Regions from separate parts of the Zea mays genome. Here region 1 is linked to region 2. The links are chromatin contacts, called in public Hi-C maps. All regions are on one chromosome and are shown on one strand. The core of a region is the stretch at or near the end of the contact, and the rest is flanking DNA. Distances in the headings are between cores, read along the strand shown.

Region 1 (3,729 bases), core at 491-2,990, 260 kb before region 2:
CGTGGGTTCGAGTGCTAGCTCTGCACTATTTTTATATAATTATTGTTTATTTCTAAACACTAAGATACACGTGGTCTGCGTGGGCGGCGTTGGGGGTGGGCCCAGAATGTCAACGCGGAAGGTAAAGTCGTGGTATGGCTTGGCTTACTATCATTCATGTACATACAAACTAAAAGCAAATAATAGCTTCACAGTCTACCTTAGACTATCTCCAGCAGCTTTTCTATTCCACCTTATATTTTAAAGGTAACTCTATAAATAGTGCAATGCTGTCTATACTGCAAAAATAGGTTTTTGTGTGGTCATATGCAAGATATGCTGGACACAGACTTAGCCAACAGAATCTGGAGAAATTAAGTGGTATAACAAGAATTCGGCCATAACATCTAGGCAAGGCCGTAAAAATTATTACTCTGGGGAAGGCTTCCCTTTGAGCAAACATTGCCAAAAGAATCGGTGACCAACTATATATAACGTGTAAAGAGTAGCATATGATTTAACTACACAAACAATTTCAGATTAAACAACAGTAATTGCATACGATTAAACAACAGTAATTGCATACTAACCAACAGTAGGTAGCACATAATTTAGCAAGAAATACAAAGTTCTATAAGGCCAACCAACAGTCCTTTAGTTGCAGCAAGAAAGAATCGCACAAAGCACGAGACCCCTCTTTTAATCACTAGGTATTGCAACGCCACCCAGCACCACATGAAATCACAAGGACAGTCGTACGCAATTGGCAGCAGAAGTGACTTTTACCCCAACCGCGCGCAGAACTGGCAAGGTCGCACTCGCACGCTTCCAAACACAATTAACTCTACACACTGATACGCACAGCAAATAACAGGTGTCACAGTGCTGGCAGGGGCAATGGAGATGTCCAATCGGAAAAAAAAACAGGAATAAAAAATAATCTGCAAGCACACATGTGGAAACTACAGTTAGTAGAATGCAGATTAAAAATCCCCACTACTCACTACTACCATTTTCATGGACACTCAGATGCAGCAACGTGCGCGCCCTCAGACCTAACCCAGAACATCATTCCAAAAGCTTCACTTACGTGTAAAAAGTTCGATACAAAACCGATCAATAGTTCAATACTACCGCGTGGTCTCTAGGTGGAGAGGAAACCAGACGAAGCAGAAGTATCACGCGGCGGCCGGAACCCGAACCCTAGCAAGCCGGATCTTATGAGATACAACGACTCGGAAGGCGTGTGGAGGGAGGACAGCTGGTAGATCTGTGGAAACACGGCGGCGCGTGTGTGGAAGTGATGCGGGGTAGACGGGCGCGGGGAGCGTGTATACTGTATACGCACCTGGAGCTGGCGAACTGGGAGAGCTTCCCCGTGGAGGAGAAGACTATGAGCGCGACGTCGGCATCGCACAGCACGGAGAGCTCCTGGGCCTTCTTGAAGAGGCCGCGGCGGCGCTTGGAGAACGTGACCTGCCTCGCTGCCGCGCTCTCTATCCTCTTTATCTCCCGCCTCTCCCTCGCCATCCCCGCCGCCGGTCGCTCTCAGTCTCAGTCTCAGGCTCTCAGCTCCGTGGACGACGCAGACACTCGGCCGCCGAGAGGCGAAGCCCAGAGGCGACCCTCTCCAGTCCCCACTCGTCCCACGGGCCGGGCGGAGGTGGACGAGCAGCGAAGCCAACCGGCGGCGGGAGGAAGTCGTGGTTGTGATGCGGTGGGATGCGAGAGAGGAGGAGAGCGAGAGGAAAAGCCAAGGAGAGGGCCAGGGGATTTGCTCCTATTGGCAGGTCGGCGTAAATAAACCCAGCCAGGCACGGGCGCACGACCCACGCGATTACCCACATGATCCCCGCGAATAAACAAAGCATAAAAACTGTGAGAGCGGAAGCGGAAGTTGGGGGAATGGCTACGGGGCCGGCCGGCCCAGTCATTGTTTATGCTCCCCTCGTCACACGGAACGGCCGCGGCGGGGCCCAGCCAGGCGCAGGCAGTAGACGAGGGCGGCGTAGCCCGCGTAGGGATGGTGCCAAGCAGGCGGTGTTCCTGAAAAGGAAAGGGAGTGAGGGGTGGCCGGGTGAGTTGCCGGTCCAGAACAGTACAGTACAGCCTGTAGCAGGCGGCCGCGTGTGCTCGCTGCGCGGTGACGGTGCTCTCTCTCTGCTACTAGCTGGCTGGCCTGCCGTGGTTTCAGCCTCAGGCTCCTGCGCGACGTGGGAAATCAAGGAGAAAGCCGGCGGTGGTGGAGGTGTGAAGGAAGAGAAAGAAGATGCTGCTGCTGCGCCTGCGCGCGGCCGCAGATTGGGGGTGACCTTCGATTGGTGATTGGGGGTGGCCGCGTACTGCTGTAGCCGCCCGGATTCGCTGTTCCGGCCCGATTCTGTGGCGCACCGGCACCGCTGTGCAGCGCCACGCCGCGCCGCAGCGCGCCAGCGCCCCGCCGCCCCGGCCGGATCTCGCGCAGATTTCCTCTCGGCATGCGTCATCAGTGAACACTCGTCGGCAGGTTGTTGCATTGATTATTACCCTCCCCCCGCCCGCCTCCGGGGTTTCGCTCAGCTTTTGGTCTGGGTAATCATGGACACGGATGGTTTGCTTGTTCCGTTTGATTCTGGGGGCGTATGAGCGTATCGGTCAGTTCTTGACAAGTTTCGTTCTGATTCCACGTAGTGTCAGTACCAAACAACCACACCAATCGTGTATGAAAAGCAAAGTCACATCAACGTGAGATATGGTTTGGTGGTGTCTGGTGTGTGTGCATCGATAAGTCGAAACAATAAGTGGTTAGCCGATAGGGTATGTGCACATTTTTTTTATAGGACATGAGGGGCGAGCCTCTACTGAAATTTTATTAAAACTTTAAAACAACAGAGTTAGAAGCATACAGGAAGATATATTACAAAAGGATAAAATTGGCGGAATCTACTGCCAATGTTGAAGCCATTCAGAATAAAATTGGCGGCATGTGCACATTAGAGGCACCTAAACAGTTTTCTAAGTATAAGAGGTAGATAACAAAATTGTATGATATAATTCTGAACTTTTAGATCATAAAAACAGTTAAGACATAATATAAAAATGTTTCAGACTCCTCTAACCTTATAAAATTTAGTAAAGTTAGTGGAGCTAGAGTTGTGAACCTTTAAAAAACAATTAGACATGTCATTTTGTTTATTATTTTGATTAAAAAATATTTTTAAACTATTTAGTTTAAATTATAAACTACAACTCTACATTGGAGTTGGAATCTCGAGCAGTCTCAGACACTACCATATATGAAGAGTTGTATAGAGTCGGTATCTTCGTGAAATGTCTGTCTCTTGTTTTTTTCCATTTACTCCAGAGACCTGTCAAGACTCAAGAGCCTCATATTAAACGAGGGTTATATATGCCCTAAGGAGCATGAAAACAGTGTCATCTTTTTCTGTTTAGTTAGTTTAGCTAGTATTTCTACCGGCAAGAAATAATCAAGAAATAAATTGAGCGATAAAAAAGCATGAAAAATACTGCCCTCTTATATTTTCTGCTTGATTAATTTAACCAATATTTCCACCCACATAATATATACAACAACAAATAAGCAGTAGTAGATATTGTTGGCGCCGATTCGGGCGTCAATCACAGCATTGAGAATCGGCAGCGGTGCTCTCTACACATGCGCGCGTGGACGGTCCGCGACCAGGGGTCGGACGGTCCATGACCCGGCAGAGGGCTCGGGTTTCCTGCCTGACGGGCCGAACGGCCCGCGCC
Region 2 (3,782 bases), core at 702-3,201:
CTTCAACCACGTTCTCGTGATATTGACAACCATTTCCCCTTTCTTTTCTTCGACTGGATTTACCGGTACTCCTTGCAACCGCATATTTTTTTCCCCAGACCATGCTGCAAATGCGTGGATGGTGAGCGAGAAGACTAGATACAAAACTGTATGAGCAACTCGGTCTCAAAGTGGGCTCCTTCCTAGTTTTCCTCCTGTAAACAGACCTAATAAGTTATGGCGTTCTGCCCTGTATCTACTTGTTGTTCTTAACATTTTAGTGGCCAGTTAAAGCAATGTTTTTGGATCCAATTGCTGAAGGATTCTTTGTATATGTAGTCATGTACAGTTCAACAAGGGGTCAGTGGACACTAGACATTATTCAATCGATTCGTTCAAGACGCGATGCAGCAGGCAGATTGATCAAGGAGAAGAACAATGGGGAACGGTTGCTTTTACCTTGAGGTAGATATCAATGGCGCGATAGAGGCCGTCGTCGATCGCCCGGGCGTAGTCTGGGACGAGCGCGGCGATGGTTTGGAACTTGGAGGGCTTGAGGTTGGCGTCCGTCCCGACCTCCGCGAGGTACCCGTCGACTAGCTTGCCTACCGAGCTGACTGGCTTGAGCTCGACCGGCGGAGCGTCGACCAGCTGTCTCTCGTCCGTGGTCTCCAGCGGCGGCGGCGGCACCAGCACTGACGGGAGCGAACGGACACTGACAGAGGAGGATTAATGGTTCTTCTTAATGGCTAAGAAAGATTATAAGTCCATTTCAGCTGTTACACATCCTGTGTATTTCTATATCGTCGAATCCCTGCTTAAGGCCTCCGTTTCGACAAAACTGAATGTGCTGTGTTTTATATGCAGGGATGTTCCTAAAACATCCGATTTGTATCACAAATCTAATATTTTAGCATAGATATACATATAATTTAAAACTAATTTTTGACAATGTTATGAAGAATATTATGAAGTATTTAAATAAATTTTTGTATATTTTTTTATGTATATTATTTTCTCCCTACAACAAAAAAGTGAAAAAACATCTGAATCCGTATTCGGATAGACATCCGAATTTTATATCAATTATTTAAAAATATCTAGAACGAATTTAATGTTTATTTTTTGTGAAGATTAATAGCCTCAATGCTAAAAATAAGAATATAAATTTACATAGCAAATTCTATATGTTATTTGTTCACAATCGAAGAAAGAAGACCAAAAAAATGACATCCGAATAAATATCCGGATCCATCCCTATTTATATGCCCTGTTTGGCGAGGACATATCCTGTGCAATCACTCATTTTGGTGCAAGCGTGCAATCAAACTATCCAGAGCATCCAGTCTAGATCCAACGGTTTCATATGGAAGTGGTTAAATGTAAGGGAACGTATCTGGTGCTCAAAGGGGTACGGTGCTCATGTGCACATTTAAAATCTGGTGCATCCATCTTGTATTTAACGGCACCAGCTAATTTTACGAAGAACCCTTCCCACCAGGGGAGGAAGGTGGAAGGGGTGCTTCATAAAATTGGTGCTGCTGTTAGATGCGAAATGAATGCACCAGATTTAAAATGTGCACATGAGCACCGTACCCCTTTGAGCATCAGATACGTTCCCTAAATGTAAAATAGACACTAGGTTTCAGGTGAAAGGGGTTAAATGTAAAATAACAGTTACCATTAGATCTAGATCGGATGCACCAGATCGCTTCATTGCATGCTTGCACCAGAATAAGTGATTGCATAGGATATTTTCCTCTGTTTGGCACAACTGCTGTTTATTGAAAAAACAGCTTATTTAATAAGTTGTTGAAAAACAGCTTCTGTTTGTTGGCTGAAACAGCTAAACTGATAAGCTGCTCAAGAAGCTATCTATTTAGGATAACTTCTCCTTAAATTTGTGAAGAAACATAAGCTATGCCAAACAGGATCATAATGGAAAAAATCTTGGAGGCTGCACGTGCAGCACGCAACTTGACCGATCCATCGCCGCATCGCGGACCTCGACCCCGCCCTCACTGAGCTAGGAGCAGACGAGGCTTGAGAACGAGCGACGGAGACCTAGCCGAAGCAGGAGCTCCCCATGGCGACCGGCAACCTGGCGAGCGTGGTGGTGGCTGTAGACGGCAGCGAGGAGAGCATGAACGCGCTGCAGTGGGCGCTCGACAACCTCCGCCTGCGCCCCGACGGCGAGCTCGTCGTGCTGCACGTCCAGCCGCCGCCCAACATCGCCGCGGGACTCAACCCGGCGCCCATCCCCTTCGGCGGCCCCAGTAAGCGAATCAATCCTGTCTCCCCGTGCTCTCTCGTTACAGTGGCTCTTGTCCATCTGGTCCGGGACCGGGCTTGACGGGTGTTCCTGGGGCGGCGTCGATCAACGCTGGTTATTTGCCTTCATCAGGCGGGTTGGAGGTGCCGGCGTTCACGCAGGCCATCGAGGCGCACCAGCGGCGCATAACGCAGGCGATCCTGGAGCACGCCCTGAAGATTTGTTCCGATAAGAATGTAGGGGGAAGCGAGGACCGACCTGTTCTTCAATTTTTATTCTTGCCCCTTTTCCGGTCTAACCGATTTGGGATTGTTTCTCGATGAAGGTGGAGGTGAAGACGGAGGTGGTGGTCGGGGACCCCAAGGAGAAAATCTGCGAGATTGCGGCCAACCGCAAGGCCGATCTGCTCGTCATGGGCTGCCGTGCCATTGGGCCGCTAAAGAGGTAGAAACAGAGATCTGTCTTGTGCTTTGCTTACCTAAAGCTACTGCGGATTTCAATTCGATGCCACGATAAAAAACTGACACACTTCGTAGTGGAAGCAGAGTGAATCTAGTCTCCATTTTGTACTAGAGTGTAAGCCAAAAAAAAACCTGCTTCCCGCCGCTCTCAATCTGCTTCCCACTCTCCAACCTCTTAAAGAATCACTTCACATATTGTTTGCCAAATGTTTTTCATCAAATAGATTCACTCCTGCTAGATAATCACTCGAAATCACTCTAGGAGTATCAGCTCTTGGAGCTAGAGAATAGTGGAACGAAGCTCTACCAAACAGGCCCAAAGTACTCAAGCAAGTCGTTTTGACGTCGGCAGGTTTAGCACTACATTTTGCTATAAAATATTTATAAATTATAGTCATTATATACTTTTATAAAACTATTTTCGAGATGGATCAACTTACATCACTTTTATAATTTTAAACTCAATCCAAAAGAATTATTTTAATCAAAGTTTAAAAGTTCGATGTAAGACAACCTTAACAACTCGTTTTACGGAACCAAAGGGAATGCTAGATAGATGATGGTGTGCACTTTTAAGCAACAACGTTGAATAAAGAGCTGGCTGGAATTTTTTTAGTCAAAGTTTAAAATATTTAACTAAATACAACCTTAAAAATGACTTTGCTTTAGGGAACTACAGGTAGTAGTAGATAGATGAAGGTGTGCACCTTTAAGCAACAACATTGAATGAAGAGCTGGCTGGAAATTTTTTAGTCAAAGTTTAAAATATTTGACTTAAGACAATCTTAAAATGACTTGCTTTGGGGAACTAGAGGGAGTAGTAGATAGATGATGGTGTGCACTTTAAGCAACAACATTGAATAAAGAGCTGGCTGGACAACCTGAGGCCAGTCACGGTGGAAACCGTGCAGAAGCTCACATGAATCTTTTATCATCTCTGTTTTCATCAATACAATACTGTTGACGCCTTTTCGGAGCGCCAATTACTCAAGAGAACCAGCGGCGGTGCTCTTCTGCAAGGGGCGGACGGTCCGCGCGCGGGGGCCGGACGGTCCGCGGCCTGGTGCGAG

Evidence for each region. Hi-C and Micro-C count contacts between places; a contact is called where the count stands out from the background.
Region 1: a Hi-C map of ear shows a contact between it and region 2, with 2.1 times the contacts expected there. The contact joins the promoter of LOC542044 here to the promoter of LOC100282520 in region 2. A contact is called at or near these places in 2 of 25 Hi-C or Micro-C datasets (ear and tassel).

What each region holds. Positions count from the first base shown.
Region 1 is chr5:217,885,807-217,889,535 of Zm-B73-REFERENCE-NAM-5.0, reverse strand. It overlaps LOC542044 (m26 protein), which reads right to left and starts at 1,740. Exons shown (of 8, transcript NM_001111684.2): 1 at 1,328-1,740. The coding sequence starts at 1,509.
Region 2 is chr5:217,624,598-217,628,379 of Zm-B73-REFERENCE-NAM-5.0, reverse strand. LOC100282520 (ER6 protein) reads left to right here and starts at 1,951. Exons shown (of 4, transcript NM_001397638.1): 1 at 1,951-2,255; 2 at 2,384-2,487; 3 at 2,577-2,695. The coding sequence starts at 2,066.